Regions from separate parts of the Zea mays genome. Here all the other regions are linked to region 1. Evidence: chromatin contacts called from public Hi-C data. All regions are on one chromosome and are shown on one strand. Each heading gives the region's core, a stretch centred on a gene start, on an enhancer-like site or on the middle of the called end of the contact. The rest is flanking DNA. Distances are from core to core; before and after follow the strand shown. Region 1 holds the start of LOC606445 (glycosyltransferase). Region 2 has its middle 110 kb from the start of LOC100501819. Region 3 holds the start of LOC541668 (60S ribosomal protein L30).

Region 1 (3,941 bases), core at 699-3,198:
TGGTACCAGAACAGAACTCTTTCAGAATCATAGTCCAGCCGCAGAGAGGGTATTTCCATCTCGTGACTCTGCGCGCACAGAGGAACGAGAGGGCAGGTGCCTCCGAAGCCCTTGCCGATCGAGACCTTGCACGGGGAATCGGCAATTAGATTTTTGGGGAGCATCTTCGCGACTGCCCAACATCCGTCTAGTAAACATCTTCTTCCTGGCGTCTTCATCTCGTACAGATGACAAGAGAAGTTGGACAAGGATCAGGATCCTCGGAGCGCATGGGAGGGTATGATCAATTCAGCTCCTTACCATTTTACGCTCTGCAGTTTCTATATGTTTCATATGTTCATCTCTGCTGTTTCATATGTAGCCATGAAGTTATCCAAACTGTTCTATCATATTGTATCATGACTTTTCTGATGCCTGTTTATGCTATTAATATATCATATCTGTTTTTTTAATTTTACAGTCATGCTGTTTATATTGCTATCTATTTATTTTCAGTTGTTCCATCATGCTGCATGTACCATGTTTATATGCTTATTATATTTATATGATTCATACGTTTTATATTCTCTTATTCCATATTATTATGGATATATTTGTCATCATGATTTCTATGATTAATCATCTTTTATATGTCATCACCATAATGTTAATTTATGGAATTAATGATATGGAAAATGTCTATATTTCTAACAGAGGCTGCCTCCCGCTGCTCCCATATCTAATGTTGTCATGTGCTTTCCGCTATCACTGTATTTGGTGTGAGCCATTGCACCGGGAGAGTGACTCTATACTTCTACACGGCAAGGGGAGGGGGCACCGTGCTGCAAGCGTTGCGGTCACCCTCAGGGCCTACAACCTTATGGTCTGTTTGAAACCACCTAATTTTTAAGAAACTTGTTTATATAAATTGAGGCAGTTCCAAATATATCTGTTTATGACTCAGTTTATAAAAATTAGATTTTAGTTTCTTGGGTTATTCTAGTTAAAAGATAAAAAACAGTTTCTTAGAAAAAATAGGTTGCTTTAGATGTCCAGTCCGAATGCTTTTCAGAATGTAAGGTTGTCTCCAGCAACGTCCTCTAAATTTCATCCCCTAAAGGAATATTCTCTGTCCTTTACAGCACTCTTTAAAAGATTCTGTCCTCTATATTTTCTCTATCTCCAGCAGCGTTCCCTAAATCTGATCCTCTATATACAATCCTTTATTTTAACCATTTTTTTAGATTAAATAAAACTAGGAAACAGTTATCGCAGTACAAGTGTGGGCCCAGTCTATGTGTGAAGCTCTTGTCACGAGGTCCATGTGGGCTGTCCTTTCTTCCACATTGATTGCAGGACACAATGTATAGCGCATGTAGACGTGAACTCTAGACATAGCGTTTGACGAGGGTCCTCTAAATTTTAGAGGCTCATTTAGCGGGTGTTGTTGGACGCATGTAGTACGTCTTCGTCCGCTAAATCAAGGGTACCGGACCCTTTACCGAATACTGCTGGAGGCAGTCTAACTTGACCTCTCCTGCTCGTTCATATTTAAATGGTAAAAAGTTAAAATTAAAATTATTCATATAAACAAGGATTTGAATCATATTTATTTGCTCTAAACTCGTATTCACTCCCCAGTAAAACACATGTCTTTTGTGTTTAACAACGTAGAGTTGAATGGAGCTGTTTGTTATTTCCAAAAGGAACAAAGTGAGCCGTACCGTACGTATGATGTATGCAACGCCCGCGTGCGGCGGACCCCGTCCACCCCCCCAGTCCTCCCCGCCCGCGCAAACAAACGCCCGCGACCAAGTCCGTCCACCTCTGCCTCTGCGCGGCAGCCTTTCTCTCTGTCGTCTCTCCCCGTCTCCCGTCGCTGATTCCATCATCGTCCTCCCCGGCTTTTCCCCACCAAAAGCCGGAAGCCATAGCACCTTCTGCCAGCTAGTCCCCAGAAGGTGCCCACACCCCTCCCCACCCCCATCCCACGCAGCACAGCGGCAGACACCGCACCGCGAGTGACGCGGCAGCAAAAAACCATGGCGGCTCTGCCGTTCTCGACGCGGCGGCCCTTCTCGTCGCCGTGCTTCATCCTCTGCTTCCTCCTCGGCTTCGTCGCCGGCCTCTTCCCCTTCGCGCACCGCCACCTCCACCTCGACCTCGACCTCCGCCACCTCCCGCTCGCGGACCCTCCTCCCGCTGCGCCGACCCAGCGGGCCCTAGTCCGGCCGCCACCGACGACGACCCTGATCGTCGTGACGCCGACCCGCGCGCGCCCGCTGCAGGCGTACTACCTGCACCGCCTCGCGCACACCCTCCGCCTCGTCCCGCAGCCGCTGCTCTGGCTCGTCGTCGACCGCGGCGCCGCCACGCGCGAGACCGCCGCGCTGCTCCGCGGCTGCGGCCTCATGTACCGCCACCTGCCCTCCCAGTCCCACCGCGACGCGCCCGGTGCTCGCCGGACGAGGCCCGAGCACCCGGCGGCGCGCGGCCTGCGCCAGAGGAACGCGGCGCTCGACCACATCGAGCACCACCGCATCCACGGCCTCGTCTACTTCGCCGACGAGGACAACGTGTACTCCCTTGACCTCTTCGACCAGCTTCGCGGCATAAGGTAAAGGCGCACATCGTACCTCTCTTAGTTTCCCCCCACTCGCGTTTACGTACACGCATTCGCGACCCTGTTTCCGATTGGAATTGATTGGGTCAATTCTGTACTGGAATTTGAAACCCATTATGATCGATGTTGCGTTACATAGGAGTTTTGGCACCTGGCCAGTCGCAATGCTGGGCGTGGGGAAGAGCAAGACACTTGTGGAAGGGCCGGTTTGTGACAACAGCCAGGTAGTGGGATGGCACACGAACGAGAGGACCAAGAGGCAACGAAGGTTTCATGTCAATACTTCGGGCTTTGCTTTCAATAGCAGTATGCTCTGGGACGCCGACAAGAGGGCTCGTCAGGCGTGGAATTACATCCGGCTGCTGGACACGGTCAGAGATGGGTTTCAGGTAAGGCTCCTGCTTATGTCCCTGTCGAGAAGTTCCATTTATACGCGTTTGCTCATAAAATAGCCTGGTCAATTTTCTTTGGTGACAAGTGCAGCAGATTGGGATCGCCATTTTGTTTTTGCCTGCTTAGAATACGCGCCTGCGCCCTGACTGAATTGCTCCTTTTTTTTTTTGCATTCCCTGATATTTGTAGTTTACTAACTCAGAAAGTCAGGCCTTCCATAGTTGCGCATGATTGTATAAGATTTACCGTGCTCAAAGCCATATCCATCCAAATTTTGTGTGAATCATACTAAATTTGCTCTAACCCTGGCAATTACCTGTATATTGATTCAATTCATAGAGTGAAATTTAATAAATAAAAAATCCTCGAACGGTAAGACAACCCTCGTGCATTTTGCTAAGAAGACGCCCTTAATTTGAATAGTGTCATACTTCTCAATAGTTTCAGTGTTAGTCACATCTGTATAGACTTGTTTTGGCCACTTGATGCCTCTCCACCTTATACCAGACAAATCTTTAGAGTGAATCCACATGGCACAATGTCTTCATTGCGTTATTGTATTCTGATAGGGACATGGAGTACTTCAGCATGTAGTCCCTCTCTGTTGTCTATTGTGAAAGATTGCAGAAAGCGATTATGGATGTTTTTCTTGCACATAGCTACTGAGATTAATACAGTAGATAACATTCTTCCTAAGTCATCCCCATATATTTTATTCTGAAACTAAATTCTATTTATACCTATCGTTCACATAAGTAATAACTGTGCTCCTTCTGATTGAAATTAGCAATGATACATACAGGCAACAACATTTATAGAGCAGCTTGTAGAAGATGAAACTCATATGGAGGGCATACCAACTGGTTGTTCAAAAATTATGAATGTTAATCTTCGCCTAGAAGATAAACATCTTGTATATCCGAAGGAGTGGCAGATGACAGAAAAC
Region 2 (3,501 bases), core at 813-3,312, 140 kb before region 1:
GTACCGTGTCCGTGAGTACGTCAACTAATTATCGACATCAAGTCAAGTGAAGTCGAGTGGTTCCATGCATGCGATGCGACCCGCCTGCCACTGCCAGCCATCGGACCAGATCGATCGGATACGGCAGAAATCAAAACAGGCGGATGCTAGCTAGCTGCAAATCCTAGGGACTCCGCTTGTCGGCACCTCGGCTTTTGTGGTTGCGTTGGTCAAATATGTCTGCCCAAACCGTGCCCGTTGCTCCCCGAGCCGCCGTATACTTTTTGTGCTATCTGTGCATCCTCTCCTCATCGTGTGTTGATCCAATAAAAAAGATTACCCCTGTACTTGTTTCCATGCCGCTGGTGCTAGTCATTATCTCTACCCCTTAAATCCACTAGATCAAACTAATCTAAGTCCACCCATAAATCTTCTCACCCACTCATGCCTCTACTAAACCCACCCACCGTTTTTACCCCAGACAAATCCCACTGTCAACAAAACCAACGTTCCAGATTATTTTATTTGCCTACTTTCTCTTACTTAAACACATCCGACTGTCAAAAGACCATATAGTTCTCTCTCAATATTTCTAAAAAACATAGATTAATCTCTCTAATCTAGTGGCTAAACCTCTCTAATATCAAAAAGGGAAATACTTTTATTTATAAATAAGGATGTAAATGGTATGAATATTATCCATCTGTATTCGAATTCGATCCATATAAAAGGTTTGAGATCCGATCTACATCCAAGTCCGAGTATTATTTATATTCGTATCTATATACTCAAAGTTGAAAATTAAGATGTTAATATATATTCAAATCTTATCCGATACAACTTGATAATATTTGTATCCTATTCGAATACCCAAAAAATATAGAAATAAATATGGAACATGTAATATCTATCGGTATCGGATTCAATTACATCTCTATCTAGGAAGTCGAAGACTCATTCGAGGCCGCCACAAACTCTTCAGTAGGGATGGCAACGGGTACATACCTGTCGGGTAGTACCATTCCATACCTGTACCCATCAAAAAAATTATACCCATTAGGTTACCCGTATATGCTCGCGGGTATAAAATCTTTACCCATATCCGTACTCGTGCGGGTAATTTTACCCGTCGGGTAATCTGTACCAGCTAGGAAAGTCTTAAATTCCAATATATTCATCACTCATAATATTAAAATAAACATACAAAAACAAGTTTAACTTCACATATAGCAAATTATATGATTACATAACTTGGTAGCTAGACAAATGATAGCTAGAGATGGGTTCCATTTTAGCTAAGATAGATTCTATTAGATGATTATAGTGCTATTGATGCGGTTATATTTTATCCATTGGTAGACGGGTATGAATAATACCAACCCGTACTTGTACCTGTCTACCCAACAGGTAGAGGTTCTTGCTCATTAACATACTCGTAAGTAGATAAATTATCTCGTACCTACCTTTATATCGGGTAAAAGTTTTTGAATTGCGTTGGGGGAAATCTACCAAAGCTAGGCAGATAGATAGACTCCTTTCCCGCGGCTAAGGGAGAGCAAGAAACTAAATCACATGATTTTTCACCAGCGCCCTTTTTTTTGCGGGTACTAAGAGTCCTCTCACTACCAACCAGCAGACATCATCATCTGGCTGAATCTTGCCGGTATCAACAACGAGAAAGAAGAACCAAATGGAAACAACAACTAACTATGGCTCTTGGCCCAGACAACGTCCTAGGCGTAGGGGAGATCAAAACAAGAAGTCACGCCTAAACGACGACGCCCGTCCTGGGCTGCAGTAAGTAGATCGAGAGGTCGTTCCGCCCCTTGTCCTCGAAGATGGGTAATATGTTCTCATACAATGTTGCTCCAACTTTTTTCTAGAGGGCCTAGCTGGCGAGCGATCCCAGTCCGCGGCAGAGAACACGTCGGGTAATTCGGGTAATTGCCAATCATCTCTTTGTCGTCCTAACACCCAACAGGCTGAGCGCCGTGCCGCTTGAGCGCCTTGGGCCGCTCCCTTCCGCAGACCGCGCGCCACTAGGCCAGCCCAGCCGAGTAGGCCGCCTCCCACCTAGAGGCCGAATAGGCCGAGCGTGCGCCCGTGCTCAAGCGCCCGAGGAGCTCCCACCCAGCCGCCAGTAGCCTTTGCCGGCCTGAGCGCCACTTCTTATGAAGCTCCTACACATGACAGCGCGCCTGAGAAGACCGAGTAGGACTTTGCCCTGATGGGCCGCGCTCATCCAGGCTGAGTGCGGTGGGCCGCTCGCCAGGCCTTACCGTCACGCCACCGCAGTGGGCTGTTGCTAGTGCCCGCAAAGAAGAGATGCGTCTGATCTCTCTTTTTTTCCTTTTTTTTATTTTTCTTTTCCTTTTCTGACTCTGCCATGCAAGCATCCAACTCAACGCTTTCTGGCTCATTGGTATCCTGCGTGAATCGATCTAGACCTTGGGTGCGTTGATAAAGCAACATCTGCATATAGCGAGGCTGAGTCTACACCTACACATGCAATGTAGGCCAAAACATATTCTCCAGCTGCATGTATGGATACGCCACAAAATTCAGTTTCTCGTGGACCACGCTCGCCCGAGCCAGGCGCCACTTGTCTACCTAATCAATCAGCCGATTTATGTTCGTCTTCAATGCATGTAAATGACACGTGCACCGGGGTGAAGTCCAAAACATTCCGCACATTTTCTTGGACCAAATACATCAGTTTCTTCGTGAACTTAGGTCTTGTTTGATACTGCTTATCTTCAAAAAAATCTGATGAAGTTAGTGAAGTAGGTCATTAGAAGCTTTAAAAAATCATGAAGCTGAAGATGGAAATCTTTAGAACACATTTAGATAAGTTATTTTGTTTATTATTTAGATTAAAAATATTTTTTAAAACTATTTCAATTTATATTATAAACTACAGTGTCACATTAAAACTGAACCTAGAACAACACTTACCAAGCATGTTACATCAATATCAAAACACATATTTACACACATACATTACGTTCAAAAATCATGTAAATCACTTTGCCAAACCAATGCCAATATAACTCAATGTTTTGTCACACGTGATTTAACAATCTTCCCTTTGTGAAAGTATTGACAATACCACACAAACATTGAATATTGACATTCCCTTTTAGAAAAAAATGATTAAAATTCAAAAGCAAAGTGAAAAAGAACGACAAAAGATCTAAACCAAAATATTCCCCTAAAAAGAAGATAAATATGCAATATTGTGCCATGTGTTTGTCAAAATCCCCCCTTTAATAGTAATTTCGTCAACAATACACCAGAGATAACTTTGATTCCCTTTGTACACATTTGGATAATGATGAGCATTATAATTAATCCATATTTGTACAGATACTCAACAAAGGCATAGTAAAATATAGTCACACTTCCACATCCATGTACACATGATTTAATCCAAGCATAATTAAAAATTGAGGAGTCCACTAAGGACCGAGTTTCTCTCAACCCTTTTCTCACTCAAATGATCACCAAGATCGAACTTGAGTT
Region 3 (3,963 bases), core at 936-3,435, 190 kb after region 1:
AGTGACCTTGGCCAGCATAGCATAGTACTCAATTTCAGACTTACGAAGGGGCGGGCAGTTGTTAGCGATGATCACTAGCTTCGCTGTAAATCAATAGAAATACGATATATTACAGGCATGTTGCAACAGATTGACAATTAATAAGTAGAAAAACAGGAAATAGGCAAACTGCATTGTGATGATTTCTGTCGAAAAAAGAAAGTAATCTCCTCACACTTCAAAATTTCAGAAAGAAGCAGGAATGCCAAAGGAATTATACAACACAGAAGAGCTGGGTAAAGTGACACCACCTAGAAGATCAGTTAGGAAAAATAATAGAAAATAGTACATTAAAGACATTTATTCTATATTGAAGAAAATTAAAGCTAAACTGCAAGAATTATATAAGTTAGAAGAGGTGTCCCCATTTTATGCTAATCACCTGTGATGTCATGCACAGGTAATGTATGTAAGCATGGCATGGAAAGAATAGTTATGGCGTTGACTCATACACAATGGCTATCTCAGTCAATCCATTGGTAATCAGTTTTCAACGCTAGACTTGAAGAGCAATCACACCTTTGAAAAAACTACTAAGAATGCATCATTATTTCAAAGGAAATGAGCAGTGAACATCCAACATTAGCTACAAGCTAAGAGATTACATCACAGTATTACTGCAGAATTCCAAATAATAGAAAACGAATCTAAACAAAATACTCGGAGGATCAGAGTTTTGGCTTGACTTTCTCAAATGAGAAATTATAGCGCTCAGTATGTTCATTGTCGATCATCTGGGGAAAGGGTCATCATATCCTCTAAACATGCAATACAATTATGAAATTAAGACAACCAAACAAATAACCAATCTTGAGGACAAAATAAAACAGACTATTTTTGGTTCACTGTCAGTCAGACAGAAAAAATATAGGGGCATTTGTGACTGCTCTTGCAATTGTGATTTTACCCCTTCCTTTCGAAAACAAAGGGTTGTCATACCCATGCACCGTTACATGTAGTTAACAGTGTTAAATCTGATACAAAAAGTAAAAAATAGTCATGCAATTTATTGTGAATTTACCCCTTGTTATATTATATAATTGGGATTTTACCCCTGTTGGGGTTGAGCCCATACAGAATAGAAAGGAGGGAGGTTCAGACCTTTCAACCTTTTCTTTGCACATTTTTTTATTGTTTAATCACTAATTTTGATTTTTCACTAACGTCGTTGATAGGGGCAAATGGTAGCTTCATTTTCAAAAAATGGAGGGGTAAAATAACAAAGTTGAAAAATGGATGAACTGTGGAGAATCAGAGTTCTGGCTTGATTCTCCAAAGAGAATTATAGAGAACAGAATGTTCACTTGCGATCAACTGGGGAAAGAATCATCATACCCCACATACATAATATTTAATTATATAGAGAAAATACAACTTTCAGAGGAAGTGTCCGAAAATACGTTGTCCAGAGAATAATTTGGTGGGCATCCATGTAACCATGAGGTTGTCATGGCTGAGACCATGAATTTAATACCCTATTCTCCTTCTCTCAAAAACGTATTCCCATATTGACATGTAAAAAGGTTCACTTAAGTTGAAATGGGAACATACGAGTGTTTGTGTAATGGGCAATGGCAAGTCAAAATCAACAACATGGAAGCTAATTGACAGAACATCAATACAAGGTGGTCAATGACCATGATATGCAAAATGCGTCTTGCCAAAGAATTAAACTGCGACTTACCAAATGTGCATGAATTCACATGCTTCGAAAGGCCCTACCGCAAACATTATTGCTTGAAAGAAATGACTTACACTTAGAGTTCCTGAGAGTCCTGAGGACGGTCTTGTAGCCGAGAGTGTACTTGCCACTCTTCATAACAAGCTGCAGCTTGTTATTGATGTTGTCCGTGGATTTCTTCTGCACAAACACAACCACCACACCAACAACGCAGTGTTAGAGCCTAGAACCGAAGCCCAGATACGTGGCCCAGCGCAATGCAGCAGAATCTCATTTTCCGTGAGAAAAAAAGGAGACAGATAGACGAAAGTGTGGGAAAACGTAAACTCCACAGGGAGAGAGCGTGGAGTTAGGGGTCGTTACCGTCTTCTTTGTGGCCACCATGGTCGCGCCCCTTGGAGTGATAGCGGCGAAGCCTGCTAGGGTTTTTCGCGGAGGCGGCGGCGGCGGCGGCCCGGGAGTGACTGCGTGGTGGAAGGGTTGGGAGCGTTAGGATTTGCCGGTTATATAGAGATTTGGGAGCCGCTATGGGCTTTACAAAATGGGCTACTGTGGGCTTTATAAAACGGGCTTATATTACTGGAATTTTTTTATCGGGCTGCAGAATATGGCCTCATAGGGCTCTTGGATGAAAAAAGTCAGTAGGGATAATGGACAGCCGGCGTGGATTCACATCACGTGTCGGGGGATAGCCCGCGAGAAAAAATATACCTCGGCTATATCTATTGTCCAGTATAAAATTACTCCATATTCATGTTCACCATGTCTTCATACTCATGCTCACCATGGGTAGCAGATATTTATACCCACCAAAATTCTAATAGATATAATCATTTTAATCATAAAAGTAGGTATCAAATACAAAATAATAAAGCACATATGTCATCAATAATGAAAAATATTAAAATAGCATATCATCTTTGTGTCCAACATTGACAAAATCATCGAGCTCAACATAATTTTATCAAAGTTCAACAACATTCAACATTAAATGGCACTATCATGCAATCAGATCACACAAAATATATCACTCATAGACCGGAAGAGAGTTCTCAACGATAACATACAACATCGCCGGGATATCCGACAAGTAAATTTATTATGCGCGTTCCGGGCTCTCGAGAGTATACACAGAGGGCGTAACATTTATATTAGTTCGAGCAGAACGCCTATACTTTCAATTGTTGGTGGCTTGTGCTACTAACATCATTGATAATCAAACTCGTAGTAGGGGTTACAAGCAGTCGGAAGAGGGAGGAGAGACTCTCAGATCTCTTATCGGGGTGTAAGTAGACCTTAGAAGCTACAAGGTGGAGTCCTAGCTAAGTCTAAACTTGGCGGGGCTTCGACCTCCTCCTTTTTGTCCTTGTGGGTTGGCATCCGGTCGTCTCCAAGTCCCTCGATCCGTCGTTCTCTTCCTCGATCCCCTTGCGCTGAGGCGACCCTGTCCCTTTTATAGGTTGGGAGAGGGATCGTCCAATGGTGGCTTCTCTTGGAAGGAGTCGTAAGGCAGAGGCAAAACCAACGTTTTACCCCCAGGAGAGGCCGCGTGTACTCGCGGGGCCTGAGGCTACCTGGTTGTCATGTATTTATCCCGGTTGATGACATGGGGCGGCGATGGTCCCAAGCGCCATCATTCTGGCTACGCCGACCCCTAGCTTCTGTAGCCCGAGGCTCGGCGCAAACCCGTCGTGTAGTGCCTTGTGAGAGGTCTGCGCACTCAGGCCTAGTTCGATAGGTCATAAGTGCATCGCATGCCGATGGGCGCGTGGGTCATTAATGTGCCACAGTCTGGAGGCTCGTAGGTCATGAGTGCAATGCGGCCCGAGGGATCCATAGGTCATGAGATGGGAAGCAGACTAGCGCCCACGTTGTGGTTCGATGCCAGACATGGTTAATGCAGCTAGTAATTTATGGCGGGTTGGTTGGGGCCTGGCGCGGGATCCACTTGAGTACGTGGTTCCCTTTCGACACGCCCGACCTCCCTTGTCAGGCCTGCCACACCCGACCCCGGGCTCGGTGTCGCGAGGTTCGACCAGGGGCGGTGTAACACCCTGAATTTGGGGTATAAAATTTCTTCTCTAATATCTACCAAATTCATGTGTTACTCCTTTCTCACCTCTATAGATTTCATATCTCTTCTTTTAATAGAGTTTTGGGTATTTATTTGAGAGTTGTATTATTTTCTTTAGAATATCAAAACCTAGGGGAGACATGAAATGTTGCATCATGTTGAGCTTAAA

Evidence for each region. Hi-C and Micro-C count contacts between places; a contact is called where the count stands out from the background.
Region 2: a Hi-C map of ear shows a contact between it and region 1, with 4 times the contacts expected there. The contact joins the enhancer-like site here to the promoter of LOC606445 in region 1. A contact is called at or near these places in 6 of 25 Hi-C or Micro-C datasets (ear, endosperm, leaf and 1 more).
Region 3: a contact with region 1 is called in a Hi-C map of ear, with 1.8 times the contacts expected there. The contact joins the promoter of LOC541668 here to the promoter of LOC606445 in region 1. A contact is called at or near these places in 2 of 25 Hi-C or Micro-C datasets (ear and leaf).

Annotation. Positions count from the first base shown.
Region 1 is chr8:2,840,357-2,844,297 of Zm-B73-REFERENCE-NAM-5.0, reverse strand. It overlaps LOC606445 (glycosyltransferase), which reads left to right and starts at 1,948. Exons shown (of 4, transcript NM_001112313.1): 1 at 1,948-2,596; 2 at 2,742-2,991; 3 at 3,798-3,941. The coding sequence starts at 2,022.
Region 2 is chr8:2,984,447-2,987,947 of Zm-B73-REFERENCE-NAM-5.0, reverse strand. No RefSeq gene overlaps it. Among protein-coding and RNA genes, the nearest start is that of LOC100501819, 110 kb to the left of the region's middle. Within about 2 kb of position 2,062, at least 17 of the 20 cell types and tissues checked have an H3K27ac peak or open chromatin away from gene starts, as enhancers often do. A contact at or near this core is called in ear, endosperm, leaf and 1 more, where this site is marked.
Region 3 is chr8:2,652,883-2,656,845 of Zm-B73-REFERENCE-NAM-5.0, reverse strand. It overlaps LOC541668 (60S ribosomal protein L30), which reads right to left and starts at 2,185. Exons shown (of 5, transcript NM_001111421.1): 1 at 2,084-2,185; 2 at 1,795-1,900; 3 at 1-83. The coding sequence starts at 2,104. It overlaps LOC111590098 (small nucleolar RNA Z103), which reads right to left and starts at 1,378; the gene lies at 1,286-1,378. LOC111590097 (small nucleolar RNA Z103) reads right to left here and starts at 798; the gene lies at 703-798.